Linked DNA regions of Gossypium hirsutum: region 2 is linked to region 1. The links are chromatin contacts, called in public Hi-C maps. All regions are on one chromosome and are shown on one strand. Each heading gives the region's core, a stretch centred on a gene start, on an enhancer-like site or on the middle of the called end of the contact. The rest is flanking DNA. Distances are from core to core; before and after follow the strand shown.

Region 1 (3,069 bases), core at 393-2,892:
TCTTCCACCGTAGAAAAATTAATTTGAATGAAAGAACAAAAGTGACTTTGTACTAACTTTGTGATTAATATTGAATAGTTATGCTAAGGGGTGGATATTAATTGTTAAGCCTAGTTTAAACCTCTTTATTAATTATATTATTGGTAGTATCATCCTCCATTAATGATTTAGTACTTACACGTAAACCAAACTTGACGTTAAATGCCCCACCGTCCATCTAATTGCTGCCATTAAAACTCGACCTCTTGCACTCACTTCTCAAAACACACGCCATTAATCACTATCATCATCCATAGTTAAAAAGTGAAACCCTTCCATGCCGACTGCGCTTTCCCACCAATGTTTCATTTATTTCCCAAAAGAAAAACAAGACGAAAGGACGACCACCTCTCCCCTGTCCCTTATAAAAGTACTGGGAAAATAAAAGAAACTTGTCCCAAAACTTCCCATTATTACGTTTTAAGTAAGAGCATGCAATGAGAAATGTGCAACATTGACAGCATGGGACCACATCCCCTGGTTTAGCTGACGGACTTCTGCTATATTAAATAATTGAATTATTCATCAGATTAATGATTTGTTATTTGCAGTTATTATTAAATTTTCAACTATTAAAATAGAAATACAAAAAATTTGATAAAATGATGGCTTACCTATTCAACATTTTATTGAATATTGTCCATTTATCATTTTCAAATATTTTACTAAAAATTCTATATAAAAGGGCTAATAACACTATCGAGTAAATATAATTCTGTATAATATTTGTTATAAGCATATGTTAAAGGGCAAACAACAATGAGATGTTTCAGAGTTGGAATAGATTTTCGCAGTTTCCTTCACTCTTCACAACCGACAAATCACTGCTTTTCCTCTTCTTCTCTCTTTGGTTGCATTAATTGTACAACCTTAATACCATAATTTCTTAGTCCAAATAAAATTAGAAAGATAAAAATCAAAAATGGAAAATATAATTCTGTTCTTATAGGTGTATTTTAAAGAAAAGATAGGAAAACTAAAAAAAATTGTAATTTTTTAAATTAAAATAAGATAAGAAAATAAAATGTTTAAAAAAATCATAATTTTAAATTAAAATACACATTCTTATCATCATGTCAATTTGGAATTATTGATTTTTATACATTAAAATAAAAAATGATCATCTCTCTTAATTTCTTTCATCTCACTTTTCGTTTGTATCAAATAAACTCAAAACCAGATTAATGATCAAACCGATAAGTTTATTATCAAATTGATTTGATTGATCCATATAATTTGATTAAATAAAAAATTAAAAATAAATAAAATTAATTTTTAGTACATTTCGTATTTGTTCGCAAGTCAATTAATTTAATTTTTTTGAATTTATATTCTAATCAATTCTAAGGAGTCGAGCTTAAAAAAAAGTCAAGAAGCCGTACAATGGCAAAAAATATATATAAATATTGTAATTAAATTTACCGTAATTTATTTAATTAATAAAAAATTCAAAACTTGAATGTGTGAAACTTTGAAGCCGTACAATGTCAAAAAATTCAAAGCTCCAAATCTTTTAACACGTAACCTCCACATTAACAACATCGTTAAAAGATAATAGTTTAATCAACATTTTCTTTAAAAGTATGAATATTCTTTATTTTTCATACAACTTTGGGAAACTATCATGTAATCTGGGTTTCTTTTGTTTATATGTTTGGTCTCTGAGAAAACCAACAACAACCCAGCAACTTGGCTTTTAAAAGGAAACTTATGAGAACCGTCAATTCAGCTTCCTTTTCTTATTTTTCCTCCTTAGCTCTCCATTTCTGGGTTCCCAAAGTTGGCTTCATATAAATATATGAGTAAGCGAGTTTGTTGATGCTGATGGCTGTTGCCAAGAGTCGTGAGGGGATATTTTAGCTCTTAAAAGAAAAGAAATGGTTTAAGCAAGTAAATTGCTTCTGGCGTGACGTCGTTTTCTATAATTTTGGCGTGTTGGGACCCTGAATGACTTAAAAAAATGACCGAGTCAACCAAAGTAAGGTTGGTTTTGTGTCCAAAGTGCGAAAACCTTCTTCCAGAACTTGCAGAATATTCTGTTTACAAGTGTGGTGGCTGCGGTGCTGTTCTTCGAGGTACTTTTCTCTCTTTATGTTTTTCTTTATTTTACTACTTTTTTTGTTTGGCTGATGAGAAAGTTGTTGAACCCAAGAGACACAAATCTGTCTCTACCCTCATCCTGTCATGTATCTGTGTTAACTTGAAATTTTGCTTATTAGAGTAGTTTGAAATAATTTAAGGCTTTGGATTCCAGTTTCCTGTTTTAGTTCGGTCCTTTTGCAATCAAATGAGCATAATTTCTTGCATGAAATTGATAGTGGAATGTTGTTTGATTAACAGCAAAAACTGAGAATTGTGAACCAGAAACTTCCTCTGAGAAGTTGGAAGAAGACAGGCTCGGCCAAGTTCCTACCAAGTTCCGTATTTTTTCGGAGAAGGATATAGTAGACTCATGTGATGCGGGTGGTAAATCAACCGCTGGCTCTTTCAGGTGTGATACAACTAGGAATGAACCTAAACTTGCTGCTGATAAGTGCTGTGTTGACAAAGGTAATGATATTAGTGCAAATAAGGATGAGGTGGTAAATTTAACTGGAACAGGAAACCAGAGTTTCGATTCCAAATTTGGGCATACTGGTGGATCACAAATACTGGGAGACGTTCCTGATTGGGAAGCTGGGAAGCAAGAAGAGATGGAGGGTTTTCCGAGAATTCCAAGAGATGTTACCGAAGACCATCCGGATGAAGGCCCATCAAACCGCCAGTTAGATGCTTCTTATGGGTTGCAGGCTCAAACTGACCAGGATGGTTCTGGTAGAATTCTCCTCGAAGAAGATCGAGCTATGCTTCTGAGGAAGCTAGATGAGATAAAGGAGCAACTTAGTAGGTCCTGTAATGTGGTAGATAAACCAAAAGATAAGGTTCCACTTGATGGGAGGGTTGCTCCTCCAGAGTCATTTGGTGGTGTTGGTTCCTGGTTTCCAAATGGTTCTTCCGCATCACAAAACCCTTCATTACCTTTCTATGGAC
Region 2 (3,006 bases), core at 54-2,553, 730 kb before region 1:
AAATAACTGATGAAAAAATTATAAATTTTGTTTGGCATGATAAAATTAATCAATTAAACTAATTGCAATGATTTTTTTTTACTTTTAAATTAGTACTGAAGATTCAAGATCATATAGTGAAAAAATTTTGAATTTTGTAGGCAACTATTAAAGACAATAATTTTCATTGATAATTTTTTAAAATAAATTCAAAACATCAAAATAAATTAAATAAATTGTTAAAAAAATTATCCATAGGAGGTGACAACTGATTTGTTACAATAATTTTGAATCTTAATCATTAGAATTTTATATTTCAAAGCCCAAATCTAGAATTTTCGACAATGAGGTAAACAAATACAATTTGACAAATTTTGTGTATTATTTTAATTTCTATCACTTTTTCACTTTAATCCTTGATTTTTCTTACCCTGATTAATACTTAAAAAAGATATTTTTTGGGTGACCAAAATAAAAGCAATCTACAAGTTGGGTGACCAAAATGAAAGTACAAATATGATGTGGAGTGTACAGTTAACCATTGTTAGAGAATTAATGCTTGGGTGATTAAAATAAAAGTGCCCTGAAAGTTGGGTGACCAATTTGCAAGGATTTCATTTTGGGACTAAAATGAAAGCAGCCTAAAAATTGGGTGACCGACTAGATAGTTTACCCAATTTCACATTTATATTTGGGCTCAAATTATGTCATAAACCTGAGACGATGAACCCCTTCTAAGGCTGTGTTTAGTATTGTTTTTTAGAAGTACTTTTGACATGAAAAATACTTTTGAAACAAAAGTAATGCTAAACAAGTAAATTTTGAAGGAAATTTTTGGTTGTTTAAGAACACTTTTCCAAAATAGAGAACCGAAGGCATCCCCCTCTTTCAAGAGGATTCGCGGCATGTCAAGCCCTGGTAAGGTTCTTCCCTTTACATTGAATTAAACCACATGCTCCAGTGCTTGTGCGGGCCCCCGTCAATTCTTTTGAGTTTCATTCTTGCGAACGTAATCCCCAGGCGAGATACTTAAAGTGTTAGCTACAGCACTGCACGGGTCGATACGCACAGCGCCTAGTCTCCGTTAAAATTTTTAACTTTTTTCTCCCAAAAGCACTATTAATAATTTAATTACGTTTTCAACCTCCAACACCTTCTCTGATTAATTACTTAAAAAATATTTAAAATTAAATTTTCATATATTAAAATATTAACAATAAATTATAATAAATTATTTTCTATAATCTTATTAAAATATTAATTTAAATATTATTTAATTACTTATTTATTACTTTATAATATAAAAAAACTATTATTTTTAGAGTATTACTAAATACTTTTAAAAAAATATTCCCGAAATCAGTTTTCCAGAGAAGTTTTAAACTCACTTTTCAAAAACAATCCTATAAAGAGTCTCATTTTTAATTGATCCCACTTAAATCCCGTAAATGTTTGGTGTTTCCTCCAGATCCTTACTTTTAGCGCCATCTTTCGTCCCAAAATCTCGTGTCTTTGTGCTAGGGTTTGAAGTTAACAATTCTTCAGAAAGAAAAATATAAAGCAGGTACGAGTTTTGATATTCTTTCTGTTTTATTGTTTTCCTTATATGAACCCATCTCTAATTTGAATAAAACCTCTAGGTATCCTGTTATTAATTCACAGTGTTGATCTAATCATTGAATCCAATTTTTTAATCATATTTAGCAATGAATCCGGTTCACTTCCAACCCGCGCCGCCTCCACCTTGGTTCCCAATGTTACCGCCGGAACCTCCGAATTCGAGTACATTTTGGGAGACCAGAAATGTGCGTGATCGCCTTAGAGAATTGCAAGATACCCTCAATCTTGCCAACGCCGTGTATGTTAGTTTTGTTTTCTTATATAGTTCGCTAATATCAACTATAAGTGCCGTATGCCTTTGAATTTCCTTTTAACTGCGAGTAAAATCAGTTTGTTCCTTAGGCAAAAGGAGTTGGAAATACTGACGATGATAAAAGATGGGTCGATGGACCCTTCTGTTTCTGAGTTCTTGAAGTATCTAGAAGATAGGAGGATTGATTTGGAAACTCAAGAGCTACTGTCTTTGGAAGCGGCGAATGCATTGATGTCAAAGCTAAGAGCTCAGTTAGAGCCCTTTAGATATGTTGCAGATGAAGGGATCCCGTGGGAGGAGAAATCAGCAGTAGCTAGACTGACCAATAAAATTAAGAAGTCTAAAAGGAATAACCTTTGGAGGAAAAGAAAGCGGAAACGAATTGCAGAATTGCTTGCAAAGGTTGTTTTTCTTGGTTTCTCATTGTAAGGTTTCTCCTTATCTTTCTTTTTTTCCCCTATTGGCCTGTGTGGGAAATGGCTAATATTTTCAGCTTGTTATGCATGTTAGGAGCATGAACAATTTGATCAAGCTGACCGAGAAGCTGATGAGTGGAGAGCTAGGGAGATTGCCAAGGACATTGCCAGCCGGAAGGTACTTGTTGTGTTCTAGGAGGGTTTTCTTGCTATGAACATACTGACAGATTTTCGTCGATTCTTCCATTAGATGCCAAGAACTCAAAAGTCCTTTTTTCTCTTGTTTTTGTAAGTTCACTTGGTAATGACTACTAAGTTGATTTGCAGGTCGAAAAGATGAAGGAAATAGCAAAGCTTAAAGCCAAGGAAGAAAAAAAGAGACTGGAATCTGAGGTAAAGGATTTGAAAAACGACATGTTTCTTTCATCTATGCTGTTAGTTTATACTTATATTGTCGACTTTACAGTTTGGTGGCAACATAACAGTTTGATTGTAAAAACCTCCTTGATGCTTCTCCCATGTACTTATGATACAATGCCTTTTTTTGTATTATCTCTTAAACTGTCTTTTCTAGGAAGATTAACATTAGAAAAGTGAAAATTTTAGGGGCTTCTTTTATTTTGATTTTTAGTTATTTCCTTCATTTCTTTTTGTTTATTAATATTGTATGTCTTATGTGTCAGCTTGAACTAGTTTTGATGGTGGAGAAGTTGCAAGAGTTGCGCTCAATGAGGATCC

Evidence for each region. Hi-C and Micro-C count contacts between places; a contact is called where the count stands out from the background.
Region 2: a Hi-C map of leaf shows a contact between it and region 1, with 2.6 times the contacts expected there. The contact joins the promoter of LOC121232335 here to the promoter of LOC107952941 in region 1. A contact is called at or near these places in 2 of 34 Hi-C or Micro-C datasets (both in leaf).

The regions. Positions count from the first base shown.
Region 1 is chrA07:31,124,182-31,127,250 of Gossypium_hirsutum_v2.1, reverse strand. LOC107952941 reads left to right here and starts at 1,642. Exons shown (of 5, transcript XM_016888150.2): 1 at 1,642-2,114; 2 at 2,380-3,069. The coding sequence starts at 2,000.
Region 2 is chrA07:31,858,709-31,861,714 of Gossypium_hirsutum_v2.1, reverse strand. LOC121232335 (U11/U12 small nuclear ribonucleoprotein 59 kDa protein) reads left to right here and starts at 1,303. Exons shown (of 9, transcript XM_041118101.1): 1 at 1,303-1,543; 2 at 1,684-1,837; 3 at 1,930-2,254; 4 at 2,363-2,446; 5 at 2,596-2,661; 6 at 2,952-3,006. The coding sequence starts at 1,686.